Regions from separate parts of the Anas platyrhynchos genome. Here region 2 is linked to region 1. A link is a contact called in public Hi-C data. All regions are on one chromosome and are shown on one strand. Each heading gives the region's core, a stretch centred on a gene start, on an enhancer-like site or on the middle of the called end of the contact. The rest is flanking DNA. Distances are from core to core; before and after follow the strand shown. Region 1 holds the start of ADAMTS1 (ADAM metallopeptidase with thrombospondin type 1 motif 1). Region 2 has its middle 47 kb from the start of HEMK2.

Evidence for each region. Hi-C and Micro-C count contacts between places; a contact is called where the count stands out from the background.
Region 2: a contact with region 1 is called in a Hi-C map of skeletal muscle, with 3 times the contacts expected there. The contact joins the enhancer-like site here to the promoter of ADAMTS1 in region 1. A contact is called at or near these places in 2 of 8 Hi-C or Micro-C datasets (F1 follicle and skeletal muscle).

What each region holds. Positions count from the first base shown.
Region 1 is chr1:108,299,887-108,307,596 of IASCAAS_PekinDuck_T2T, reverse strand. ADAMTS1 (ADAM metallopeptidase with thrombospondin type 1 motif 1) reads left to right here and starts at 2,640. Exons shown (of 9, transcript XM_027449257.3): 1 at 2,640-3,840; 2 at 4,049-4,401; 3 at 4,843-4,975; 4 at 5,384-5,551; 5 at 5,849-6,135; 6 at 6,420-6,606; 7 at 6,709-6,884. The coding sequence starts at 3,276.
Region 2 is chr1:109,260,853-109,268,562 of IASCAAS_PekinDuck_T2T, reverse strand. No RefSeq gene overlaps it. Among named protein-coding and RNA genes, the nearest start is that of HEMK2, 47 kb to the left of the region's middle. Within about 2 kb of position 4,877, at least 2 of the 8 cell types and tissues checked have an H3K27ac peak or open chromatin away from gene starts, as enhancers often do. A contact at or near this core is called in F1 follicle, where this site is marked.

The DNA of each region.
Region 1 (7,710 bases), core at 1,391-3,890:
TTTTTTGTCTCCCATCCTCTGTTCAGTGGGACTAATGTGCCATCTGCTGTTTTAATACTAAATTGTTATAGTTTTTTAAAGCTGTTATCCTGTTATCATTCTGCAGCATTTGAACAAAAAGGCTGAAAAAAAAGTCTTTTTTTTTTCAATTTTGGAAACAGCAGCTTATACAAACACTGGAAAAGAAACTGAAACTTCACCATTGTTAATATTGCTCCGATGCTGTAAACATTTATGGGTAATCCACTTAAAATAAAACGCACTGCTGACTAAAATACGATGATCTATTAGCTCCATCTGGTGGCTATCTTTGCATTACAAGTTCTTGAATTTTTCCCGAGAAACACTAGAACACTAGCGATTTATTAAAAAATGTTCTATGCCTTTTCTAGGTTTTACTCTCATTAAGTGAAATTCTGCAAATTTTCGGTAAGTTTAGCTTTCTAAATATCATAATTTTAATAGGGATTTTCATTTCTACATAATATGGTTGCAGATTTGATATGATATGGATTGCAAATATGCATACACGTGCTTCCTAGTTTTGCACAATGCAGCTAAAGACATTAGAATTATTTGCAGAAGTAGATTTAAGCACTTGCAATACTACACTCACTGTGTAGTGCCACTACATGTCCGCTAAGAGCCAGACCTTTTGCTTGTAGTTGTAAATGTTCCTTCACCCATGCTCACTTACTGCAAATCGTTTCCATGCCTTTTCACAGCAGCACATCCAGCAATAGAAGAACAAGGCAATTGCTTAGTGGTTGCCACTTTCCTAAAGCACTTTCTTGGACATTATATAAAAAGCTTTAAACCAACTGTCCTAACCACAGAAGGCCTGAGAAGAGTTCTGAAATTTAAGCGTTTCTTCCAAAGCATAGCTGGAAACCTGGGAGATGAACCGTAAAACATTGTCCAAGAGAATTTTTTATAAGAGAGTGCCACCTGGTGGAACACGGTGAAGACTTTACTCACAAAAAAAAATCTTTTAAGGTGGTCGGGAGATTTTAAATCGGAGCTTTTCAATCAAAAAGGACCAGCAAAACATTGTCACAAAGCTGTAGATGGCTTGGTGGCCACTGAAGTGGCCCAGCTCTAGTCCCTCCTGATGCATGCACTGTATCCATACAGTGACAGGCTGGAGGTTGCCGTACTTTTAATGGGTCTCTTTGCAAGCATAACAATTTTCAGTCTGAAGCTCAAAAATAAGTTACAAGACCTCCCTTTCAATTCTACATTTTATATGCCATATTTCTAGACTACTAAGCTCATAATTCCCCAAACCTTCAAAACACGTATAACTGCTATCGTGTGCAACACAAAACTAGCAGCATGAGTGGGCCACACCTCTGTCATGTCTCCTGTCCTGGGAAAAGCATGGTACAGCTGGGTGTACGTTGCTGGATCTCAGAGATCACCACTCATCTCCAAGTCTTGAGAGAAAAATCAGGCCTCTGTTAAAACTGAACGCGTATTTCTGTCCCGAACTTGTTAATGGGCAGCAGTTGCAGTTTCTCAAAGCCAAGGCTCTGCTAAAAATGCACAGGCTTTGGCTGCCGTATCCCAAGTAAAATCCCCCATTTGATTTTGTTCATCGTTGTGTGGGACAACAGCACTTTTGTGGAGTAAGTAACTGGAAAATCCAGTTCATCTATCCATGTGCTTTTTTTTGCAGAAGTTGAAAAGTTGGATGTTTCTAAAAATGTAGGATTTACACAGCGCCGTGGGAAACAAATGTGTTATCTGAACTTGACAGATAATTGGCCTGTGCAGTTGACACTGAAATACGGCTCCACATTTATCTGACGTTGAGTTAGGACAAAAACCCTTCGGTTTAGATTCAGGTGCTCCTAAGAGAATGGTGGATGTGTGAAACCATTGAAATGCTCGCTTCTGTCAGAAGGATGGTGCGTTTGCTAGTTCTGTCATCAGCCTGTGAGTTTTACCTTTGTGTTAAGTCACGGCATCACCTGATGCTGAAGCATTTTATTTTGGGGATTGTCACTGATCGGTGCAGCAGCACTTGTGTTTGTATCTTGTATCTAACACTGTTTCTCGCCAGTTCTTTGCCCTCGGCCTCCAAAAGGCCTCCGCAGCAGGGGGAAGCAGCCGTGCCCATCGCAGCTCAGGCCGCACGGCGGATTAGCTGTACCACCGCGGCCCGAAAGAAAAACCCTGGCTGCCCCTACGTGCGCGCCTCTGTTTAAGCGATTTACAGCACGAACCATTTCCCAGAACTACAGGTGCACGGCCTAGTAGGGCCGGGAGCGGGTGAAGAGTGTGTGTAGGGGAAAGGGGGGGGGGGGGAATAATAGGAAAAGCCGCGCCCCCGACCCGCGGCTCAATGGGAGGGGGCACCCCGCCGTCGGAGGGGGCCGGGGCTGACGGCGAGCGGCGGGGGAAGGGGCAGAGGGGCCGGGGGAAGGGGCCGGGACCCCGTGGCTGCTCGCCTCGCCGCGCCGCGCCCCGTCCCGCCCCGCCGGGGGCTGGTGGGGGGGCCGGGGGCGGGGGCCGCCTGCCGCCGCCGCCTTACGCAGGCAGTGAGCTCAGCGGGCCGGGGCGGGGGGCGGCGCGGCGGGGGGCGGCGGGCCCCGGCGGGGTGGGGGCGGCCCGGCAGAACCCCATAAAGGGCGGCCGCCGCCGGCCCCGGCCGCCGCACTCAGCCCGCTCGGCGGAGCCGCCCGGATCGCAGCGGAGGGCCCGGGGCGGAGGGGCCCGCCCGCCCGCTCGCTGTTTTATTTTATTTTGAATTATTTTTATTTTTTTTCCTGCTTTTTTGCTTTCTCGTCCCGCTCCTCTCCGCGGGGAAGGGGGGTGTCTCGGCGATCGTCCCCCAGCATCCGCCCTGTGGAAGTGCACCCGAGGCCGGCCCGGGGCTGCCGGAGGGGACTCGCCGGAGCTTCCTCCCCGCTCGGAGGGCAGGGAAAAAGAGGAGCGGCGGCGCGGAGCGGAGCAGAGAGAAGGAGAAGGGGGCCGGGAGGCGGCCGGAGAGCGGGGCCGGGCTGCCCCTCGCACACCCTGCCTCGCTCCCTCCCCGCTGCTGCCATGGGGAAGTCGCCGCCGCCTCTGCAGTGATCGCGGGACTGCCGGCGGAGAGAAGCCTCCACCGCCCGCAAAAACCAACACCCCCCCCCAAAAAAAAAAAAAAAAAGAAAAATACATATATATAAGCAAATCTCGCTCTCCGCCTTTTACAAATTAACGACCGAGGCAGAAAGGCTCCGCCAGGCCAGCAGCAACCAGCCTTCCCCGCCCCGAGCCCGGCGGCCGCGATGAGGACCGGGGGGCGCCCGCTGGGGGTGCTGGTGCCGGTGTTACTGGCGGTACTGGTGGCGCTGGGACCGTGCAGCGCCGAGCCCCCCGCCACCGCCCGCCAGGCGCTGGTGCGGCCGCGGCGCCTGGGCGCTGCCGGCGGCCGGGAGCGGTTCCGCCTGGACGCCTTCGGGGAGCGGCTGACGCTGGAGCTGGAGCCCGACAGCAGCTTCCTGGCCCCGGACTTCACCCTGCAGTACCTGGGGGGGCCGCCGCCCTCCCCCTCGCCCTCCTCTCCGCCGTCGGGGGACGAGCTCTCCCGCTGCTTCTACTCCGGCACCGTCAACCGGGACCCGGGCTCCGCCGCCGCCCTCAGCCTGTGCGCGGGGATGCGCGGAGCCTTCTCGCTGCGGGGCCGCCAGTACCTCATCCAGCCGGCCCCCGGCGTCGGGCACCGCCTCGGCGTCCACCTCCTCCGCCGCCGCCGAGGGACCCGACGGGGAGATCCAGCAGCAGCCGCCGCCCGCTGCGCCGTGGCAGAGCCGGGGGCGGAGGAGCCGGAGCCGGAGCCGGAGGGGCCCGCAGGTAGCCGGCAGCGAGGGGGGCGAGGGGCTGCCCCGACGGGGGGACGGGACGGGGCCTGCCGCAGCCACGCCTCGGGGGGAACGCGGCTAAGGGTGCCCCGAGGTCGGGTGCTGAGTCCCGGTGGGTGTCGGGTTCCCCGGCGTGGGGTTGTATGGCCATCCCCTGTGCCGCTCACGTGTGCTTTGCCCCTGTCTCCCTCGCTTTCCAGAGGCAGAAACGAGGAGCAAAAGGAAAAAGCGGTTTGTGTCCAGCCCTCGCTACGTGGAGACCATGCTGGTGGCCGACCAGTCCATGGCTGAGTTCCACGGCAGCGGGCTGAAGCACTACCTCCTGACGCTGTTCTCCGTGGCGGCCAAGCTCTACAAGCACCCCAGCATCCGCAACTCCATCAGCCTGGTGGTGGTGAAGATCATGGTCATCTACGAGGAGCGGAAGGGACCTGACATCTCTTCCAATGCTGCCTTGACTTTGCGAAACTTCTGCAGCTGGCAAAAGCAGCACAACCCGCCAAGTGACCGGCACGCAGAGCACTATGACACCGCAATCCTCTTCACCAGGCAGGTGAGGGACAAGGAGGCTGAACCGACCCTTGCACACGTTGCCCCTTACCCCCAGAGGCTCTGTCTGCTGGGAGTCCCCCAAAAATGTGTTCAGAGGCAGTCCTGTGGCATCACAGGTTCAGCAGAGCAGGCTGCAGTTGGAATGAGTCCCTTTTTATTTAGCCGTTTGTTTTACCGTTTGTGCTGTCCCAGGTGAAACTCATGGTATATGCAGTGTGCTTCTGCCTTATATTTCCAGCAGGGCTAGTATGGAAATTATGCATTTTACTTCTACGTGTAAGCCTTGTGTATGTTCCAAAGACAGATTTTTGCCATCGTACCCATTGAAGTGCTGAATATTTATGCTCTTTCCATAAGTAAAGGCAAACTGCCAGGGTTGGATGTTGCTTGCCAAGGTTAAGTCTCTGATCTGATTAATAATGAAACTGCCTTTTTTTTACAGGACCTCTGCGGTGCCAAGACATGTGATACTCTTGGGATGGCCGATGTGGGAACAGTTTGTGATCTAAACCGCAGTTGCTCTATCATTGAAGACGACGGCTTACAGGCTGCCTTTACAACAGCACATGAGCTAGGTACTTGCAACTTAGAAATGAGGTTCCGGCTGATTAATTGAAGCTGGCTTGATGACGTAAAGCCCAGAGCTCCCCAGCCCTGCTGACGGCTCGCCCTGCGGGGCACGGGGCCCCTGCACTCCCCTGGCACAGTCAGGAGGAGGCAGAGCTTTGCTGTGGAGTGGGGTTGAGCTGCAGAAAGCAAATCCAAGAGCTGTGTGCTAGACTGTGGCTGCAGGAAAAAAGCCTGTGAGGAGAGGGAGAATACGCTGTAATCTGCTTAAAACTTGGTACCGTTCAGATCAGGATATTCTTTCAGCATTTAAAGGCCAGGCTTTGAGTAGCTCTAGAGTTATACATACAATAGCCTTGGTAATGCATAGGACAGACTTCCTAAAATCACCAACTTTTTTTCTTTTTTTTTTTAAGGCCACGTGTTTAACATGCCTCATGACGATGCAAAGCAGTGTGCTGGTATTAATGGAATAAGCCGGGATTTCCACATGATGGCATCTATGCTTTCCAATCTGGATCGCAGCCAGCCTTGGTCTCCGTGTAGTGCCTACATGATTACAACATTTTTGGATAATGGTCATGGTAAGATTATTAAGCTTTCCATTCATGTGGAATTTATGGTTTTGTGTTTTATTGCTTTGCTTTTTTTTTTTTCTTTTAAGGGAGTGCTTTCTGCTAAAGAATAGTGTTAACCTTTTATGTGCTGCCAATGATTTTAGAAGGACCTTAACTTTACAAAAATGGTGGCACAAATTGGCTTGAAGACTTATGCTACAATGCAAATGTAGTTCTAGAGATGCAAATACATTTTTCCCTGCTGAAAATGAACTCACTGACAGAGTCTGTTTTTTTTTTTTTCCCTTTTTTCTTCCTTTTCAGGTGAGTGTTTGTTGGACAAGCCCCATAAACCGATCCAGCTTCCTTCTGACTTGCCTGGCACATTGTACGATGCCAACAGGCAGTGCCAGTTCACTTTTGGAGATGAGTCCAAGCACTGCCCTGATGCAGCCAGTACGTGCACAACGTTGTGGTGTACCGGCACTTCGGGAGGACTGCTTGTGTGCCAAACTAAACACTTCCCGTGGGCGGACGGCACCAGTTGTGGAGAAGGGAAATGGTGCATGAATGGCAAGTGTGTGAATAAAACTGAGAAGAAGCATTATGATGTAAGTATAAATGTGTGTGTATATATCTATATGTATATATATATAGAGAGAGAGAGAGAGAGAGATATCTTGGGTTGCAGAGTAGCACAGATAATGCTTCAGTGAGAGCAATCAAACAGTTGTAAGGGCTTGAATAAATGGTGGTAGATAGCTAATTAAGCAGGCTTAGAGCTTTTTTTTTTTCTTTTAAAAAGTGGCTTAAGTAAAAAAATGAGCATGGCTGCAGGTTTTGTGGTTTTGTTTTTACTATATTAACACTTTCATTCTCCTTCTTGTCATTACAGACCCCGGTGCATGGGAGCTGGGGGTCCTGGGGAGCATGGGGAGAGTGCTCCCGGACTTGTGGTGGTGGAGTGCAGTACTCCTTCAGGGAGTGTGACAACCCCGTCCCGAGGAATGGGGGGAAATACTGCGAAGGGAAGCGGGTGCAATACAGGTCGTGTAACATCGAGGACTGTCCGGATAATGATGGTAATTTTTTCCCCATTTTTGAGGTGGAAAAGGGGAATCTTGTAGAGGAAGACCATGTAGAGAAGATGATCTCATGTCCACCTGTCTTTCCTCTGCCTACAGGCAAAACCTTTAGGGAGGAACAATGTGAAAAGCATAATGAGTTTTCCAAGTCTCCCTTTGGAAGCGGACCTGCAGTGGAGTGGACACCCAAGTTTGCTGGTGTCTCTCCAAAGGACAGATGCAAGCTGGTCTGCCGAGCAAAAGGAACAGGATATTTCTTTGTTCTACAGCCAAAGGTATTTCAAAACTCTCCCTCATCTACCTAGTCATGAATCAGACTTTTATTTCATCTGACTCTGCATGTGAAATTAAGAGTCGAGACATGTAGAATTCTGAAATTATATTTGTTCTTCTTGTATGTATGCTAGATTCTTACTTTTCTTCTCCCTACATGTACAATCTGATCAGTGCAAGCATGCTTTAAATATTCTGGCACAGTCCCTACAGTTATTTCACACATACCACCTCATCTACCCACTCCACCCTAGTTTCCTTTCCGCTCCTTCCACGAGTTTGATTAAACTGAGATATGTTTGGAAAACTGTGGTGGTTCTTTGCCAAAACTTTGGAGCTTTCTCATACCAGTTACTAATATGTTGACGGCTTAAAATAAACAAAAGGAAAAATAATTCGTCCTGCGTAGCTACTTGAACTCACTGTCGTAAGATGTTGAGAGCCAGTAACTACCAGGGTGATGACACAGATGTTTATTGTCGAGCAATACTCCTAGAAAGAAAGGATTGATTACGCCATTAAAAGCAATTTTGATCCTGTACTTTGAGGACATGACTACCTTCTAGTGACATTAGAGAAAAAATGTTCTTTCTGTATAGGAAATTATTAAAACAGTTCTGTGTTGGCTCTTTTCCAGGCTGGGAAGGGAGTTAATAAAAGCTGAAATTGGTTGTTTTCTCCTGTCACCATGGCATTTTAATTTTTTTCAAGTAGCACTGCATACCTCCAACTGTCTACAGGCTGCTTGGTTTTTAGTTTAGCCCTGAAAATACCAGTGCCGTAGGTCTTCTCGCTATTCATCTTCTACATTTTGTATGTTATCTGTAT
Region 2 (7,710 bases), core at 3,628-6,127, 960 kb before region 1:
AATTCAGCCACAGTACTGCACACTGATTCATATGGTATGATTCTTAACTATAATATCTCTGGTAACATAATCTCTTCATTTACCTGAGCAATTTGTCCTGCATTTTTCCCATATGCACATTTATGTACATAACCACAAACCTCCTTTCTTTTTGCAATGACTCCTTCAGATAAGACAATATATTGAAGACAAAATATGATGTCAGGGAATGTAATTTACCTCTTTTTAAAATGGTTTTTAATATCAGTGTCCTTGGTCTTTACTTTTTGGCTACTGTTTTGCTGTGCTAACGGTTGCAAGGACACATACTGGCAGCAGGGATTAGATGTACTATTACGTACCATTTCCTTGAAGCAGACAGTGCAATAAAAATATTATGTATTAGACAAGTCATGGGTCACTTTCTCTCCCATTTCCCTATTTAATCCCTATGCTAGCATTTAAATTTTCCAGAGACCTTTGGTCCAACAATTAAATGTATATTTTTTGTTGCCATTTATACCCAGAGACCTGCAAGTGTTCAGGCCAGGGTGCCTGACCCCAGCAGTTTTGGGGCTGGATCTCAGTTTTGCAAACCTTTTTGACAATTTTCTTGATGTGATGTTTCTTCTGTTCACATGCCTGTGTCAGATATGCCTCTAGGTCAACCCATGCCTCTTAATAGACTCCTGAAACTAGTATTAGGCACTGTGATTTGACCAGACACTAGAAGAAGCATTTGGCTCTTAAGGTAAAGCTGACTCAGTAGCTATTCCCCAGCTGCATCAAGAAGGCTATAGCTGCAAGTGTCTGGAAGACAGGATCTGGCCCATACTCTGCAAGTGAGACAAGGCTGAATCTTTCAAGAAACGCTAATCATCTTGAACAAGTGTCTTCAAATTATGGATCTTTTCAGGCTAATTCTTTACTTCAGACCAAAGCCCACCAAGTCCTTATACTGTACTAGCAACACTGAAACAATTTACTTTGAATATTAGCTGTACAGCAGGGGTTAGTGCCAGAAGCAAGAGTCCCCAGGAGGGTGTGTGGGTGGTTTTTCAACACACTAAGCAGCAGGGCAGAGGCAGGAGCATGGTGCTACAGCAGCTCAAGAAAAGCATCTGTGCAGGACAGCAAGTCACAGCTCCTCTCCCTGCTGACTTCTGAACGCAGCAGCAGCCAAGAACTGCTGCTTTATAGGAAGGGGTGATACCACTGATTTGGAAAAGGTTGGTCTGGTCAGGCAGCTGTATACCACAGCAGCTTGGTGTTCCCAGCTCTGCTACTCATTTTTCAGGAGCAAGTGGGCACATACGCTGTGTTCACTATCTACAGACTGACTGTCACCTCTGAGCAACAGAGGGACAAGACATTCAGAAACAAGGTTAAGCCACTCACTCAGTTTCTTGCAGTTCTGACTTGAGCTACAGCAGGTCTTAGAGACATTAATATAAATGGTGCTGCTGAGCTTGAGCTGCTGCCTTCAAGGCAGAACCTGGTGTTCTGAAGTGCCTTATTTGCTCTTTGACAACCAATGAATATACTCGGTTTAGTTTATTACTATTATTCTCAGTTTAGTTTATTGCTATAAAACAGCCTATTCTTTCCAAAACCACATTTTTATGTCTATTTTCTCTTCTTAACCCTGGACCTTTTCTTTGGCTAGGAAAAGTCATTATGATTGTCCTAGATCACTCCTGGTCTAGCCATGATTCTGACCCTGCAAACCCTGTTAATTCTCTGCTTTACAATCCTCAGCCATGTTAGATTGACTCTAAATGAGCTGAAGAGATTGACCACATGAACTAGTTGCCACAGCTTACTATATTATTCCCAGTCTGAGGAGATGCAGTTCATGGCCAAGAGGTATTGCCTGCAACACACCTAGGTTAGACTCAATGACCATTCAGGCTGTGGTTTTATATCACAGAATGGGAGAAGTTTCAGGGAAGATCATGGTTTGTTGTGGTTGCTCATTACTGGTATGTGGTGGCTTGCTAAACTGACATACCTTTGTACACGCTGCATGTTCTGTACCCTGATGGGTAAATAACCAAATGAAGTTAGAGCTGATATGTTTCCATAACCCAGAGCAGAACACACTTAGAGATGGGCATCACCACTGAAAAAGTGTATTATAACATGTTTTTAGGGTCCAAAAAACTTTTGCATACAAGAAAATGTTTGCACTTTTTTTTTTTTTTTTTTTTTTTTTTTTTTTAGTAATAGATATTAAGGGATATATTCTATCAAAACTCAGTTTCAATGCTGTGACTATAACGGCACATAATTATAAAAAAAATCAGTATGCAAAAAAGACACATTCAGTATGTAGCAATTTTTAAACCACTCTCCTTTATCAGCATATTAAACATTTTCTAGCATATCAAATTGCTTTGGGTCTGACATGCATCTTCCATTAGCAAAGACAACAGAGAGGCGAGACAGAAAGCACAATAGACTGGAAAAAGCATGAATATTAGACTCAAAAGGAGTAATATTTTGATCTTTTTTCTTATCATATTATTTGTGGAAAAAATATCTGATGGCCACAGAACCCTGCTAACATTTAAGGGGATCATGTCTTACTAAGATTCACATGTGCCTGCTGGTTTAGAAACCCCACTGTTACCAGGAGGCTGTAGATGGCAGTAAAGGACCGCGAATATCTCTTTAGAGGCTTGATTTAAAAAATCATCCTTAAAATTGCTCGGTTTTAATCCAGTTTGCCTTTTTTTTTTTTAGGTGAGTTATTCACTCTTCATTATTTATGGTGAAACTTGGTGCAGTAATCAAGGTTTGCTGTTGTGTGCTCACTCTATTGACTGAATTGCAGATAACTTGCCATCACATGACCATCCTCCTTCTAAGTTTATTCCAGCAAGCATAACAAGTGATAACAACTAAAGAGTGACATAGTTTAGTAGCAGATGTAAAGCAGAATTTATATATATATTTTTTTTAAATTAGCACTTTGTGATATCGCTGATCATACATTTGTGTTTCTTGTGATAGTCACCCAATTCAGTGGAGCTAATATACATTGCTTTAATAGAGCTTGTTGGGAGATTTTGAAAAGAACAGAGAACAGATATGTGCTCAGGTTCTGGCAAACCTTTAGGTTTCCTCCTAAAGCCTTCTGAGATGTGGCTTAGCTGTTCTGAACCTAAATCATACCTTACAAGAATGACTGAAAACAAGTCTAGGTCCTGATCTTGCAGACATGTGTTTTAGTAGTCTGACTTGAGACACTGCGTAGGATTAGTCCCATGCAGAAAGTATTTATGGAGCTGATGCCTATGATGAAATATAAAAACCAGAAGGCCCTACTTCCAAATAATAAAATAAGATGCATAACATTTTTGCTACATAGAAAAAATTAATTACAGAGTTATAGTCATTTTGGGATTTGAGCGAGCTGAATTTGAATTCCCGTTCTTTTACAGACTTCCCCCGTGACCTTTGAACAAGGCAGTTCACTTGATCTGTAGTAGAAAGCAAGGCTCTTCAAGGAGGGCTGTAGGAGCTGCAGAAGCCTTGGAGTACTTATTATTTGTTTCTAATGAGACAGGCCACAAGAGATAAATTCACTTTTTGTGCAAGAATCTGTGTGTGGTTTCAGATGTTTTGCCACTGCAAGCAGGATGATACACCATAGCTACTGCCATGCTTGAAATGAAAGACTGAGAAACTACAAAGGAGAACCTACACCCTCTATAAATGTTTTTGTGTCTGTGTGCATGTGTGTCTTCCTCTGTCAGTGAGGTTACATCATTAATACCAGGTGCTCTCCATTTCCTGAGGTGCTTACTGCAAATGCTTAGGAAGACCAGAAACCTCGTGTGGCGAGCCAAGCACTGACTGTGCCTCCACCTACAAGAAACCACATATTTTTTGACTGTAAATGGTGCTTGGAGAAGACTTGCTTTCACTGGGCTGGAAGATTGTTGTGAAGTGGAAGCCAGTATTGTGTGGTTTGGATGAGGCTCTTCTAAGATTAGCAGCAGATCAGTAGGTTTCTCCTTCGCCTCTTTCTGCTACAAGCAGAAGGAGGGACATCAGCCTGGGATGTAGGAGAGCTGGGCTTACATCCAGTGCTCTTCTACATTCTCCTTTCTGGCCCTGCGGCAGGGAGCTGGAGTGAGGTTAAGCACTTTGGCTGGGGCATCCTAGGAGCAGGACAGAGGAGGAAGAGGATGCCCTTCCCCAGGCAGGTTTGCTGTGGGTGTTACAGTAGCATCTTTGCCCACAGACCTCAAAGATGTTTCTCAGTAGAGCTCTGGGCAGGTAGCTGGAGGCAGTTGTGCTGAGGGGCCCCTTTCAAGTGCCCCATGTCCCCTCCATCACCTCAGCTCTGCCAGGATAATCACACTTTCAGTTGATTTCCTTGATCATAAGACAGCAAGTCTGGGCTAGCCCATACCACTTTCCTTGAGCTGTGTGAGGGGGAAGTTACATGTGCAGTTATTTGGGTAGACCTGGGCAGGTGTTAGCTTTTGGCAAGGGGAAAAGGAGAGCAGCTGGGGACAGGAGTACTTTCACCTCACACAGATACAGCCAGGGTGGGAGATGTGGAAAAAGCCTCAGGCATGATTTTCACAAGCAGGAGGCACTTAACATCCATTTATTTTTGAGTTCCTGTAGGTCCAGATCTTAAATTCTTCCTCTTGATAAAGTGCAGATAGAGGAGCCTGCCTGTCTCCCCAGGAGTGGTTGACAGCATTGATGTAAACTTTACTGAGGCAGTCAAACAACACATGCATGTGTCCTTGGATGTGTGACAGGTTGAAATGCACGTCTGTTTGGTTATTTTAGTCTAATTCAGAAGCCAAGTCAGAGTCAGAGTTACACTCAGCTCTGGGATAGAGCTGGGAAGGCTGTGCTGTGGGTGGGTCATGGGTGTGCCTTTAAACTCACCCTGATCCATATGCTAGATAACAGAGAGAAGTGTAGTGTTTAGACATTAGGCATTGTTAGACAATAGTCAAGGTAAAAAACAAACAAACATTGACATTGACTACTACATCTGAAAAAATGCCTACTTGTGAGAAGATCCAAACTTAAGTCTGTGAGTGTGAAGTCCGCTGTTTACCCACAGAGCCGGTCCAGTCCAGGCAGCAGTTAAACAAGCTTCTCACGTTTCCCCATCAATGTGCCATCACTTTGTCCTTCAGGGACCACCGGTTAGCGATGCCTAATCAGTGCCTGGCAGGTGGCCACTAATTCATGACACACAGATTTCGACATAGCTACTAGATGGCATTGGATTACTGCTGCCGATACCTGGACTCAGACCAATGACTGGGTGGGTGAAAAAGATCATGTTTTCCTTCCCACTATTCAGGCTATTCAATCTCCACTTCTCCCAGGGTTGCTGTTTTGAATGTTGGAACAAAAAGCAAATGAGCACTGAATCTTTGCATAGTGTCAGCTTTCCATTGTGAGGAAAGGACAACTTCTTAATTATACCTGTACAGTAATGTGTTGTCTTCAGGTTTTTACAGGTTGGAAAGCACACATACAGCTATGCTTACAGACTTACTCAAGATAAACGTTTTTTTTTTCTTTAAGAAACAGCTCAAGAAAATGTATTTGGCAAGGCATAGATGGTCTTTATATAAGAGAGAGTTTACAGTAAAAATATACACATAGGGTTAGGAAAATGAGCTTTTACATAAATTGTATATATAGTACATGAAAGAAATAGGTAAGATACAAGCAGATTGTCCAAGTGATAAAACACACCAGGAAAAATACTACAAATTTTGGACTGATTACAAGATGCAGATGCCTTTGATTGTCTTTAGCATTGCAAACTAATTAAAGATATGAACTGAAGCTGGAAAGAATCTATAAAAGGTATTCCATTCATTTGGTATAAAGTGGTCTTCTGTTGCCTCTGTCTGTATGGGTTTGAACCAAACATTTCCCCAGTTCCACTCATCTCTTGTAAAGTGTGGGGTATTCAAATGTATACTTTAGGCACCTCACCTAACCTCTAGTGATGCACATGAATATGTAACTTGTGTGTTGTTTAGCTGCTACCCTGCTCCCTTTTCCCAAAATGCTTTTTCTTCTTTGTGCCAGAAAGCTCTTCTCTTTCTATCAAAATTGTCACCAAAACTTTTTTTTTTTTGTGTGTGTGTGTTTCTTTTCTGGCAGGTAGTGACTGGCCTTCTTTCTTCTCGGTACCTCATTCAGCTCATAATTTTGAAGAAATTAGACTGATTTAACAGATTTTTAAAAAGAGGAAGACTCTAATTGATCTGCTTAACCTGAAGCCACTAGTCCCACCACCTTAGGATAGCAGATATGAGCTAGATATGGAGTCCGGTAATTGACATGAGGAGTCAGGCAAAGTCTGACAGGAATTTGTGTTGGAACTGTTCTATTCAGTCATCACATGCAAACATCTTAAGTCAAATATCAAAAAGCTTTTAAATAAAGAACAGGTTGGGGAACTTGGTTTTTCCACTACCAATGCTGTCATTACTCTATATGCTCAAGTAGAAATAGTGAAATGGTTTTCCAGTGGTGATAACTTCATTAAATTTTTATTCTAAATAATTTTAGAATGGGAACAACTTGTTTAGTTTTTCTTCTGGAGTGCTTGGAAATATTTGTAATGATGAAAATATGATCAGAGACAATTCCAACAATTATAATGTTATTTTTCAACTCTAATAAGCTACCAGAGTCACTTCTCTGTCTCACGCAAATTAAGATACTTCTGTAGGGATGTCTGCATTTTTCCACAGAGAATTTATCATAGAATCACTGAATGGCTTGGATTGGAAGGGACCTTAAAGACCATCCTGTTCCAACCCCCCTGTTATGGGCAGGGGACACCTCCCACTACACCAGGCTGCCCAAAGCCCCATCCAGCCTGGCTTTGAACACTTTCATGGATGGGGCATCCATAATTTTTTTGGGCCACCTGTTCCAGTGTCCTGCCACTCTCTGAGTAAAGCATTTTCTACTAACATCTAATCTAAATCTCTCTTCTTTTAGTTTAAAACAATTCCCCCTTGTTCTATCATTATCTACCTGAGTAAAAGGTTGTTCTTCATCCTTTTCATAAGCCACCTTTAAGTATTGAAAAGTTGCAGTGAGGCCTTCCCAGAGTCTTTTCTCCAGGATGAACAACCCCAGCTCTCTCAGCCTGTCTTCATGGAAGAAGCAATCCAGCACTATGATCACCTTTGTAGTCCTCCTCTGGACCCTCTCTAACAGCTCCACATCCTTCTTGTGCTGGGAGCCCCAGACCTGGATGCAGTACTCCAGGTGGGGCCTCATATCACCTCCCTCCACCTGCATGCTTCTCCTCTCTTGACGCAGAGGTTGTCTATTTGCCTTCATTATCCTCTGTGAGTTTGCAGCCCAGGACACAGTTGGCCTTCTGTGCTGCAAGCACACACTGCTGGCTCACGTTGAGTTTTTTTTCGGCCAGAACCCCCAAGTCCTTCTCCACAAGGCTTCTCCCAATGAGTTCTTCTCCCATTCTGTACTCATGTCTGGGATTGCCCTGACCCAGGTGCAGCACCTTGTGCTTGGACTTGTTGAACCTCATTAGGTTCACATGGGCCTACTTCTCAAGCTTGACCAGGTATTTAATTACCCTAAGTCAGCACTGTTGAACTACTGTCTGTGAGTTCCAGCTGTAGAATAGCATTACACTCCCACAGTCATGCAACATTTCATAATCTTAATTTTCTCTTTAAATATTGGAGC